Linked DNA regions of Sus scrofa: region 2 is linked to region 1. A link is a contact called in public Hi-C data. All regions are on one chromosome and are shown on one strand. Each heading gives the region's core, a stretch centred on a gene start, on an enhancer-like site or on the middle of the called end of the contact. The rest is flanking DNA. Distances are from core to core; before and after follow the strand shown. Region 1 holds the start of PPM1N (probable protein phosphatase 1N). Region 2 has its middle 35 kb from the start of VASP.

Region 1 (6,022 bases), core at 594-3,093:
GCATCATGTTAAGGATTTGAGGAGGCTTCCATTCATGAAGTCTTTCAACAACCATTAATTGAGCACCTGATACATGCCTGGCACTGTTTTAGATGCTGAGGATACAATGGTGAATACAACAGATTAAATCCCTACCCTCAAAGAGCCTACCCTCTATAGGGGACACAGACAATACACAATTACACTAGGGTGTTGGGTCTCAAGTGTGTGGATAAAAGTCAAGGTAAGGGGAGAGAAAGCAAAGGGGATGCTATTTCAGACAGGGTGGTGAGAAAGACTTCTCTAATGACATCTGAGCAGAAACCTGAATGATGCAAGGAAGCCATGAGGATATCTCGGGAAGAGTCTTTCAGGCAGAGGGAAAAGCCAGGGCCAAGGCCCTTAGACAAGCAATATGCTTTTCATACTTGAGAAACAGAAACAGAGAAGCGTGCAGATGTGACTGGAGGAGCGACTGAAGGGGAGAGGGATGGGAGACGAGGGCAGGGAATTAAGGCCAGGGGGTGGGGTGGGGGGATAATGTAGGGCCTTCCTTTCTAAGCCCAGGTAAATACAAGATCTTACAATGTTAGGATGCTACTCTACAATGTTAAAATAACAACTTCTCAGAATTTTGGCACCTGGACTCCCAAGACATGTAAGGGGCTTGGCCGGTGTTGAAATCTCCAGCTGTCAGAACCACAGGGGTGTGAGACAGACAACGTTAGACAAGAGCTGTTAAGAGCCCTGGGCTCAGAGATCATGAGGCTCAGACAAGGCATTTTCAGTTGTGGAATCCAGCCCCTCAGAGATAACTTGGGGCTTTGCCTGCAGGAGGTGTCAATACTGCTTGGAAATTGCAATCAGATGCCTCCCCCTGCCCTGCCCCCACCTCTTTTGCTCAGCTGGGGATAGGAGGCCAGGAATCAGAGGCCTGGAGTGGAGTGGGTCTCCTCCAGGGTTACTATTAATCAGTGGTAAAACCTGCTAAGGACCTAGGAGTCCCAGCCCCAACTCAGGGATGGCTGTTTCCCCAGAATTTGGGCATTAGACAATTTGGGCAAGGTCGGGGCTTCCTTGGAGTCTGGGCAGAAAATGGAGGTGGGATGCAAAGATGGGTGATGGGATAGGGGGAGTCAGACCCCTCTTCTCCATTCTGGCTCTACCCCTCCTTTCAAATCTCTTCGCCGCTGGCTACGGCCAGCACCACGGCGAGGGGACAGCTCCTAGAGATCTTCCTCATCCCCGGGCGGAGCCCCGTGGCACATCTCAGCACCCAGTGCGCCCCCCGCTGGCTATCTCAGTGCCCCCCACCTCTGCCCCGAATCACTCAGGTTCTCCGGGTCAAGTCGCCCCCATCGCCGCTAAAACACGGGGGGAGGGGAGAGCTTCCTTTGTCTCCTTCACCTCTTCTCCCATCTCAGCTCTCCTGTGGTCAGTGTCGGAAGGGAAACCGGAGAGGAGCCCACCCGGGCCTCTGGGCCCCACACCAGGCCTGAGCCTCCCTCTACTCACTGCAGTGGGCGAAGACCGGCAGGACCTGCCCCATGGCCCTCCCCGGGCCTGCATCGGGACCCCCGCCCACTCCGGCCACGCCGCCCTGGGCCTGGGGCCGCGGGCGCTCATCTCCGCCGCGCCCAGGACGCCGCCGCCGCCGCCATCCTCGCCGCCTCCTCCTCCCGGGCCGCTCCAGCAGCCGCCGCCGCCGCCGCTGCCGCCGCCCTCAGCTCCGCTCCGCGGGGGCGGGCGGGGCCGCTGGGGGGGGGGCACTGCAGCTCTGGGGCCGGGGGCGGGGCCAGAGAACAGGAGGAGGGGCGGAACTTGAGGGAGGGCAAGAGGGGCGGGGAAACACCGGGAGGCTAGAGGTGGGTGTGTCCTTCCTAAAAGAGGGGCGGAGCTAGGACGGTAGGCTACAGTCCGAGCAGGCATGGAAGGCGGTCTGAAGGGCGGGGTCTAGACAGAAGAGGGCGGGGCCGTTAGGGAAAAAAGAGCAGGGCCTAGAGTAGGATGAGGGGCTCGGGGAGATAATGACGAAAGAACCTAGGCGCAAAGGATGGGGGCGTGGATCTCAGAGTGGGTTGGGGTGGAGCTAGAGGTGGCATTGCGGAGAGGGTATAAAGATTGCAAGGAGGTAAGGTATGAGCCTAGATTCTCAGAAGGAGTGGGAAAGGGAGCGGGAAGAAACTACTCAGAAAGTTTTGAGAAAAGAGGAGGAGCTCAAGCACAGGTGAATCTTAAGCCAATGTAGAATTATTCAGCGTTGGGCGGGTCTAGTCAGAGACAGAGGAGCTAGAGGCGTGGCCTACAGGGAATAGAGCAGAACAGGCAAAGGACAAGGTGGGCGTAACCAAGGGGGCGGGGCTAGGCCTGTAGCTAAGAGGCGGAGCTAGAAGCAGATCTCGGACTGAGAACCTCAGAAGCCTCTGAGGCAGGAGGCTTGAATGGATGGACCGGGTGTGGAAGGGAAGTGATTGAAATCCCGGGAGGAGATCGAGAGGGGAGGGATTGACCTAAAAATAATTTAAAGCCTTTGAAACCGGGTTGGGAATCACTGATGTGGGCGGAGCTTGACCAGATCAGAGCTGGGGACCCAAAGACCAGCGTTGAAAATGCAGATTCTAGAGACTGTTTCCCTGTAACACTTGTTTACATCTGTGACTCAGTTTCCTTTTCGGTAGATTGGAGATGATGATGTAAAATGGTGTGCAGTTCGCAGTGCTAGTTTGGTGCTCTGATCATTTTTCCCCTGACCCAAATTCCAAACCTCGCTTTGAAGGTGTGGAAGAGAGGAGATTGAAGAGTTCAATCCCTTCTAGTGACTCGAGTGCAGGTCAAGGGCATAGGAAGATTTAGGTAGTTTAAAATCTCACAGTGTAGGGGATTAGTGGAGGTGCGCGGGGGGGGGGCTCAGTTAGCAGGTGCAGAGGGTGAAACCTTCCTGATCTCCAGGCTGAAAGATGGCGGTCCTTACCCGCCTGCTGGGACGTCTCTGGCCAGCTCGCAAGGAAGAGGAGGTGGAGGAGGACGAAGAGAGCAGGTCTCCAGGCTGTCCTCAGTCCCTCCTGGACGCGCCGCGTTGCGCCCAGCGGCCACACGGGGGTGCGGTAGCACCGTGGGGCCTGCGTCTCGGGGCGAGCGCAGTGCAAGGCTGGCGCGCACACATGGAGGACGCGCATTGCGCTTGGCTGGCGCTACCCGGACTGCCCCCAGGCTGGGCTTTCTTCGCGGTCCTCGACGGCCACGGCGGGGTGCGAGCCGCCCTCTTCGGCGCGCGCCACTTGCCGGGCCACGTGCTCGAGGCGCTGGGCCCGGAGCCTGGCGAGCCCGACGGCGTGTGTGGAGCGCTGCGCCGCGCTTTCCTGAATGCAGACGCACGCCTGCGCGCGCTCTGGCCTCGCGGCGAGCCGGGCGGCTCTACCGCTGTGGCGTTGCTGGTTTCCCCGCGCTTTCTGTACCTGGCGCACTGTGGTGACTCCCGCGCGGTGCTGAGTCGCGCGGGAGCCGTGGCCTTCGGCACCGAGGATCATCGGCCCCTCCGTCCCCAGGAACTAGAACGCATCCATGACGCGGGCGGTACTATCCGCCGCCGGCGCCTCGAGGGCTCTCTGGCAGTGTCACAAGCGCTGGGAGACTTTGCTTACAAAGAAGCTCCTGGGAGACCCCCGGAACTGCAGCTCGTTTCCGCGGAGCCTGAAGTGACCGCCCTGGCACGCCGGGCAGAGGACGAGTTTGTGATCCTGGCCTCTGATGGCGTGTGGGACACGATGTCTGGCTCTGCCCTGGCGGGACTGGTGGCATCGCGCCTCCGCCTGGGCTTGGCTCCAGAGTTGGCTCCAGAGCTTCTCTGCGCACAGCTGTTGGACACGTGTCTAAGCAAGGTCCTGGGGGCGGGGCTTGAGATCTTTCGGGGAAGAACCTAAGGGATTTAGCGGGAAGGAGCTTTGATGGAGAGGCAGCAGGAAAACTAGAAAGGGAGGAGAGGGGCTCCACTAAGGGGTGGGTCTGTTGGAATGGGGCCGGCCAAAATATGCAGGGGGCAGAGACTGAGGGGAGGCTTGAGGCAATATGCATAGTTCTAGATAAATGGGAGGGATTTAAGAGAAGGGGTGTGGCCTTTTGGAATGGGCCGGCCCTTGGATCTAGAGCGGGTCCTGAGGTGTGATTCCAAGCAGAAGGAAGAGCAGCTAAACAACAGTGGGAGGAGCTTTGGAGAGGGGAGGTGGTTCTCTTTAACAGGATGGGGTTAGAACAGTGAGAGGCCTGGTTTAGACTGGCAGAAGGGTGGGACTTGAGAGAAATGGGCATAACCAGATGGGGAAGAGGGTCCTAGAACAGGGGAGTGTTGGGGTACTCTGCTTCCAAGGGCCTGGAGGCCGTGCGGGGGTATTTTAACCGTGTCCCACCAGGCTCGCTTTTCTCCACCTCCAGGGCAGCCTGGACAACATGACCTGCATCCTGGTCTGCTTCCCAGGGGCCCCCAGGTCTTGTGAGGAGGCCATCAGGAAGGAGCTAGTGCTGGACGCAGCCCTAGGACACAGGGTTGCAGGTGAGCAGGCTCCAGGAGCCCAGGAGAAGGGGTGGTCGGCAAGCAGGGCATCCTCACAACCCTTGCCCCCTTCTCAGAGCTGTGTGCCTCTGCCCAGGAGACCCCCAGCCTGAACACAGTTTTCAGGACCCTGGCCTCTGAGGACATCCCGGATTTACCTCCTGGGGGAGGGCTCTACTGCAAGTGAGTTGGGGGGGGTAGGGTGGAATGGGAGGAGGGGGCGGTAGGAGGAGGATCCCCTCCTGAGGGCCTTCCTTGATCTCCAGGGCCGCAGTCGTCGCTGAAGCTTACTCTCAGTTCTGCCAGGACTTGGAAGAGCACTGCGTGGTAAGGACCCTGTGTTCTTGAATGTTTCTTTTAGAAGGGTTCAATCCAGGGAGTTCCCTTTGTGGCTCAGTGGTTAATGAACCCGACCAGGAGCCATGAGGATCTGGGTTCAGTCATGCGGTGCCATGAACTGTGGTGTAGGTGGCAGATGTGGCTCGGATCCCCTGTTGTTGTGGCTGTGGCGTAGACCAGCAGCTACAGCTCCGATTGGACCCTAACCTGGGAACCTCCAAATGTCATGGATGCAGCCCTAAAAAGACAGAAGACCAAAAAAATAATAATAATAGGAGTTCCCAACATGGCTCAGTGGTTAACGAATCTGACTGCGAACCATGAGGTTGTGGGTTCAATCCCTGGCCTCGCTCAGTGGATTAAGGATCTGGTGTGGCCATGAGCTGTGGTGTAGGTTGAAAATGCGGCTTGGATCCCATGTTGCTATGTCTGTGGCGTAGGCCGGCGGCTGCAGCTCCGATTAGACCCCTAGCCTGGGAGCCTCCATATTCTGCACATGTGGCCCTAGAAAAGACAAAATAATAATAATAATAATAATAGAAGCATGTAATCCAGCCTCCCACCTCACTTCCTGAACCTCACCTCCTGAAATGATGGGGAAATTGAGCCAGCGGGGACAAGGGACTTGCCTGATGTATTAATAAATTCTCACACCTGGTCCCGAAGAATTGTGCTAACCATATTGGGGGGTGGGTGGGGTAGGAAATGCAGAAGCAGAGGAGAACAGATTGTGCTTCCCCTCCAGGAAATGTGCCCTCTACAGGGCTCTGTGAAGCCCCATCACCCCCAAGCACCACCCCTCCAGCCAGGAATAAGGCAGAAAAATTCAGGGAATGTTGATGACCAATACCAAGGGCTGATTGCACTGCAGAGATCACCAGGACAATTCTGAGGGTGGTCCAGGTCTTAGAAGAGAGAGGGTGCAAATTGGGCCCAGAGAGCCCCTGGGTGATGTCCAAAGAGATGATGGGTGGAGCCACATAAATCAAGGTATAAGGTGGGAGTCCGGGAGGAAATGTGAGGGAGGAACCGGGAAGGCCTTTGGAGGGCAGCGAAGGGAGTTGGGTTATTACCAGTTGGAGGAGGGAGGATTGTTGATAGTTTCTCAGCAGCAGAAGGAAGTATTTGTCAGGATTCTTCTGAGTTGTGAGTGACAGA
Region 2 (6,412 bases), core at 1,196-3,695, 42 kb after region 1:
GGGGTTGGGGGTTCGGCATGGTCACTACTGTGGCTCAGGTCACTGCTGCAGTGCAGGATTTGATCTCTGGCCCGGAAACTTCTGTGTGTGCCACTGTGCATGCAGCCACAAAAACAGGGGATGTGGTATATTAAATAGTGGCCCCCGTATGTGTCCAGATCCCAACCCCGGAGCTTGTGATTCTTACTTTATGTGGCAAAAAGGACTTGGCAGGTGTGATAGGGTTAAGGATCTTGAAATGGGGAATTATCTAAGGAGGCTTTTTTTTTTTTTTTGGTCTTTTTAGGGCTGCACATGTGGCATATGGAGGTTCCCATGCTAGGGGTCAAAGTGGAGCTGCAGCTGCCAGTCTACACCACAGCTGCAGCAACACCAGATCCAAGCTGGCTCTGCGACCTACACCACAGCTCACGGCAACACCAGATCCTTAACCCACTGAGCGAGGCCAGGGATTGAACTCACAGCCTCATGGATACTAGTCAGATTCGTTTCCACTGAGCCACGACAGGAACTCCCAGGTGGGCCTTAAAAGCATCCCAAGTGTCCTTATGAGAGGGAGGCGGGGAGATCTGATCCCTGCAATCGGTCCATACCCAAACTCCTGGACATGTGACCGTTGCCTTTTTTAGCAAAAGGGTCTTTGCAGATGTGATGAATTCAAGGATCTTGAGATCATCCTGGATTTCCCTGGGGGGCCCTGAATACAGGGACAAGTGTCCTTATATGAGCGAGGAGAAAAGATGCAGGCACACGGAGGAGGAGCCCACGTGACGATGGAGGGATTAGGGTGATGCAACCGAAAGTCAAGCAAAGCCTGGAGCCACCAGATGCTGGGACAGGCAAGGAACAGATTCCCCCCTCAAACCTTTGGAGGGGGCACAGCCCTGCCCACACCTCAATTTCAGCCCAGAGATACTGACTCCAGTTTTCTGGCCTTGGGAACTGGAGAGAATGAATGTGCATTGTTTTAAGCCACCAAATTTCGGGTAATTTGAGACAGCAACCACAGGAAACACATACAATGGACGTGAACTGATCTAATTAGTATCAAATAATTGTTTGAACAGATGCAATTATCATCTCCCCCCCAAGGAGTGGTAACGGCCGATAAGTACATATAAAGATGCTCGACCTCATGACTCGGCAGAGAAAGACAAATGAAAACCACAGTAAGACATCACTACATACTCACCGGAATAGTTACAATTAAAAAGAAAGAGAATAAAGAAAAGACTGTCAGTATGGGGCACTGCAGGGAGGTGGAGCTGCTGGAACTTTCATACGGGGTGGGAGGGAGCAGGAGGGAGCAGGAGGAGGATAGTACATGGAAAACTCACTTAAAAAAAAAAAAAATCAGGAGTTCCCACCGTGGCGCAACGGGATCTGCAGCATCTGGGAAGCACTGGGACACAGGTTCAATCCCCGCGGCCCAGGCACAGTGGGTAAAGGCTCCAGTGTTGCCGAAGCTGTGGCTTAGGTGGCAACTGTGGCTTGGATCTGATCCCCTGGCCCAAGAACTCCATATGCTGCGGGGCAGCCCCAAAAGAATAATAATAATATATTTTTAAAAAGCAGCATTGACTCTTAAGGGTAAACATACACCCGTCCTATGCCCCAGCAATCCCCTTCCTGAATATTCCCAAGGGAAATGAGTGTGATGCCCACCAAAGCCTGGTGCCAGTGTGGTCCTAGCAGCCTCGCTCGGAACAGGGGAAGCCTAGAGACAACCGAGTGCCCACAAGTTTGCTGCGTACTGCATGGTCTAGTTGACGCCACATGACAACAAAAAAGGGCCAGCAATCGCGCCACAGAACAACACAGATGCGTCTCCCAGAGAGTATTGGGCAAATATCTGGCAAAAGAAGCCAGATCCAAAAACGAACATTCTCTCTGAGTCCATGGATACAAAGTTCAGGAACAGGCAAAGCTAATCTACGGTGATGGATTTCAGAATCCGGTTACAGCTGGGAATTGGCAGGAGGGCCCTCGGGGCTCCTGCAGGGTCCTCTGTCTCCGTCTGGGTGCTGGAGCCCTGTGTTCGCCATTCGTAAGAATCCAGTGAGCCATACACCAGTGTGTACATTATGATAAGTTTGTTTCATTCCAACTAAAAAAAAATTTAGACGAAAAGGGAAACACGCAAAATGAGAACGATGATCCCAGCCTAGAGACAGCGTTCTGACAATCCGGAGAAAATAAAGCCCTCCACGGAGTGTGAGCTAGGAAAGGGCTGACTGACAGCCCTTCCGACACACGTGACCAAACGTGCTGTCAAAACACCCAGGTCCAGAGCTGAGGAACAGAGTGCACAGTCAGGAGACGTCTCTGGAAAGTCCTGTCCTGGCTCCCCAGATTCCTGGCTCCCCAGATTCCCAGCTAAGTGGAGTGAGGCCTGTTTTCCGGCCGCGTGTGCAGCGTGCGGAAGTTCCTGGGCCAGGATCTAAGCCACGGCAGCCACCCAGGCCAGAGCCTTGACGACACCGGATTCCTTAACTTGGAGCCACCGGGGATTCCAGCTTGTTCTTTCTGTAACTGGCTTTTTTTTTTTTTTTTTTTTTTAAAGGGCCACACCCTCGGCATACGGAGGTTCCCAGGCTAGGGGTCAAATCAGAGCTACAGCTGCCGGCCTACCCCAGGGCCACTGCGATGCCAGATCCAAGCCACCTCCGTGACCTACACCACAGCTCATGGCAACACCAGATCCTTGACCCACCGAGTGAGGCCACCTCATGGTTCCTAGTCGGATTCGCTTCGGCTGTGCCACAGCAGGAACTCCCTTTTCTTAATTGAGACATCAGAGCTACTCAGGACCAGCCATCAGAGAGACTGTGCGAGTGTATTTGTTTCCCACGGCTCTCATAACACATTACTGTGACCGCGATGCTTTAAAACAACAGAGGTTTGTTCACTCACGGGCTTGGGGGACAGAATTCCAAAACCATCGTCACTGGGCTGAAATCAAGGTGCTGGCCGGGCTGCGCTCTCTCCCCAAAGCCCAAGGGGAGACTCCGTTCTTCTTTGTCTGCTCTGATCATGCTCTGAGTCATGCTTGTTCAATGTTCTCATTACTTGCCACCAGTTCATCAAGTCTTTGCACCTCTGTTTGAAGAAATCAGGAAACTGGGGTTCAGAGGATAACTTTCTCTGAGTTACAAAGAAGGAGGAAAGCCAGGACTAAAACTGTGTGTGTGTGTGTGTGTGTGTGTGTGTGTGTGTGTGTGTGTGTGTGCTTTTTAGGGCTGCACCTGCAGCATATGGAGGTTCCCAGGCTAGAGGTCCAATCAGAGCAGCATCTACTGGCCTACACCACAGCCACAGCAACCCAGGATCCGAGCCTCGTCTACAACCTAAACCACAGCTCACAGCAACACTGGATCCTTAACCCACTGAGGGAGGTCAGGGATTGAACCCTCGTCCTCATGGATGCTAGTCAGATTCGTTAACCATGGAGCCACGACAGGAACTCCAACCACACCATGCTCTGAGATGAGCCCTCCAGATGCTGATTATGAAATAACTGAGTATTAATAAATAGTAAAATCCTAACTTTTTTTAAAAGTTTATGCTGAATATATCAACTTTATATATTTTCAGCTCAAAGACCGTGACAATTTTTTTTTTTCCTTTTCAGGTGCACCTGCAGCATATGAAGTTCCCGGGCCAGGGGTCAGATCTGAGCTGAGGCTTCAACCTATGCCACAGCTACGGCAACACTGGATCCTTAACCTACTGTGCCAGGCTGGGGATTGAACCCGTGCCGCCACAGAGACAACGCCAGATCGTTAACCCACTGCGCCATGGCGGGAACCCCAGACCATGACAATTGTTCATGGGAGGTAAACAAACAAACAAACAAACAAACAAAAACAACTTCCTTCTGTATGACACTTGATAAATACAAAAAGTTTTTCATGTGCAATGTCAACCTTAATGAAGATTATGATAAACTAATCGTATATTCTCTATTAGAGAGATGCTGAATTTAAGTAGAAAAGGGTTTATAAAACACGTATTTCCTGACACATATACAAGAAAATTCACCTAGATGAATGCAAGTTTTCAGCAATCTTGTACCTTAGGCTGCCCCCAAACATCCGAGTAGTAGAGCAGAGAAGAAACAGACGAAGTTACAAAGCCTGTTGGTTAACTGTCAGATACTAATTTGCCAGCTGACCCGAGGTTTTGGTTGTAACCTACCCTCTTTTAGCCAATTTCTCAAAAAGAAGTAAAAAACAAGATTCTAAATATTTTGAAGGTTTCTTCTGCTTTTCTTTCTTTCTTTTTTTGTCTTTTGTCTTTTTAGGGCTGCACTCCTGGCATATGGAGGTTCCCGGTCTAGGGGTCAAATTGGAGCTGCAGCCTCTGGCCTACACCACAGTCACAGCAATGCGGGCTCCAGGCTGCATCTGTGACCTACACCACAGCCCAAGGCAACACTGGATCCTTCACCCACTGAGCGAGGCCAGGGATGGAACCTGAGTCCTCATGGATTCTAGTCAGATTTGTTTCCACTGAGCCACGATGGGAACTCCTGCTCCATTTTTCTGTAAGCCTAAAAGTGCTCAAAAAATAAAGCCTATTAACTTAAAAAAAAATGCGTATCAAGGAGCAAAAGCACAAGAATAACCCAGATAAGTCTGAAAATAAGAACGAGACTGTCAGGTTGCCTTAAAGAGACCAAAAAACATATTCCAAGCTCTTATCATTCAAAAGACAATGGTGTTGGTGTGGGTGCGGGACAGATGGACAAAGGGTTGACAGAACAGGATGGAGAAAAAGGGACCTGTGTCCAGGGTACATGTCAGACACTGATGTGCAGTCTCAGGCGAGGAGGGGAGAAGTGGATCATTCCCTGCAGTTGAGACCTGAGCCCCTCATTCCCCTGGAAACTGAAGAACACTGACCACAGTCTCACATTCATCAAAATCCAAAACGCAGCGCAACACAATTTCAATGAACGACTTGAGCACAAAGAAAACTTCCATAAAAATCTTCGAAGGCAGAGTTGGAGATACAAATTCTTGGGTAGAGGAGCCCTTTGCAAATAAAGACAGAAAAAAAATGCCTAAGAGAAAAAAGACTCATAGATTTGGTTACTTTAAAGTGAAAAAACTTCAGTAGGACAAAACACACGAGAAATAAACATAAAGGCATTATCCAAAAGCAGTGCAAATGTCCAAACAGTGGCTGAAAAGCTGCGCAACCTACAGGTAAACAATAAAATGACAAATAACAGCCCAGAGCAAACATAATACTCAAAGGAGAAAAGCTGAAAGCCTTCCCACTAAAATCTGGAACAGGTCAAGTGCCCACTCTCACTACTTTTTTTTTTTTTTTTTTTTTTTTTTTGGTCTTTTTAGGGCCGAATCCGAGGCACATGGAGATTCCCGTCTAGGGGTCAATTCGGAGCTGTAGCCACCAGGTTACACCACAGCCACAGCAACGCCAGAGCAGCAAACTACACCACAGCTCACGGCAATGCCGGATCCTTAACCCACTGAGTGAGGTGAGGGATCGAACCCGAAACCTCATGGCTCCTCGTCAGATTCGTTTCTGCTGCACGTCGAGAACTCCCACTCTCGCTACTTTTATTCAGTGTGGTATGAGAAGTGCTAGCCACAGCAATCAGACAAACAAAAGAAATAAAAGGTATCCAAAATGGAAGAGAAGAAAATTGTCACCGTATGCAGATGACATGGTACTATATATAGAAAACCCTAAGGCCCTAAGGACTCCACACAAAAGCTACACGAGCTGATCAATGAATACGGCAAAGGAGCAGGATACAAGATTAACATTTACCCCTAGCCTGGGAACCTCCATATGCCGCAGGAGCAGCCCAAGAAATAGCAAAAAGACAAAAAAAAAAAAAAAAAAAAAAAAAAAAAAAAAAAAAAAAAAAAAAAAAAAAAAAAAAAAAAAAAAAAAAAAAGGTTAACATTCAGAAATCGGTCACATTTCTGTATACTCACAATGAAATATTAGAAAAGGAATACAAAAATATAGAACCTTTTAAAATCACACACCCAAAAATTTAAATACCTGGGAATAAATCTGACCAAGGAGGTGAAAGACTTCTATGCTGAGAACTATAAAACATTAATCAAGGAAATTAAAGAGGATTCAAAGAAATGGAAAGATATTCCATGCTCCTGGGTTGGAAAAATTATTATCGTAAAAACGGCCATACTACCCAAAACGATCTGCAGATTCAATGTAATCCCTATCAGATTACCCATGACATTTTTCACAGAACTAGAAAAAACAATCCAAAAATTGATATGGAACCATAAAAGACCCAGAATTGCCAAAGCAATCCTAGGGAACCAAAACCAAATAAAGAGGCATTGCTCTCCCAGACTTGAGGCAGTATTACAAAGCCACAGTCATCAAGACAGTGTGGTACTGGTAC

The links. Hi-C and Micro-C count contacts between places; a contact is called where the count stands out from the background.
Region 2: a contact with region 1 is called in a Hi-C map of retroperitoneal adipose tissue, with 1.8 times the contacts expected there. The contact joins the enhancer-like site here to the promoter of PPM1N in region 1. A contact is called at or near these places in 12 of 47 Hi-C or Micro-C datasets (alveolar macrophages, blood, embryonic fibroblasts and 6 more) and 2 of 2 datasets of contacts at active chromatin or transcription factors (alveolar macrophages and skeletal muscle).

Annotation. Positions count from the first base shown.
Region 1 is chr6:51,863,218-51,869,239 of Sscrofa11.1, forward strand. PPM1N (probable protein phosphatase 1N) reads left to right here and starts at 1,844. Exons shown (of 5, transcript XM_021094558.1): 1 at 1,844-3,857; 2 at 4,408-4,525; 3 at 4,603-4,708; 4 at 4,792-4,852. The coding sequence starts at 2,937. It overlaps RTN2 (reticulon 2), which reads right to left and starts at 1,536. Exons shown (of 10, transcript NM_001129960.1): 1 at 1,495-1,536. The coding sequence starts at 1,528. LOC110261012 (a long non-coding RNA gene) reads right to left here. Exons shown (of 4, transcript XR_002344692.1): 3 at 5,938-6,022; 4 at 3,489-3,895.
Region 2 is chr6:51,904,611-51,911,022 of Sscrofa11.1, forward strand. No RefSeq gene overlaps it. Among named protein-coding and RNA genes, the nearest start is that of VASP, 35 kb to the left of the region's middle. Within about 2 kb of position 2,446, at least 4 of the 83 cell types and tissues checked have an H3K27ac peak or open chromatin away from gene starts, as enhancers often do. A contact at or near this core is called in retroperitoneal adipose tissue, skeletal muscle and subcutaneous adipose tissue, where this site is marked.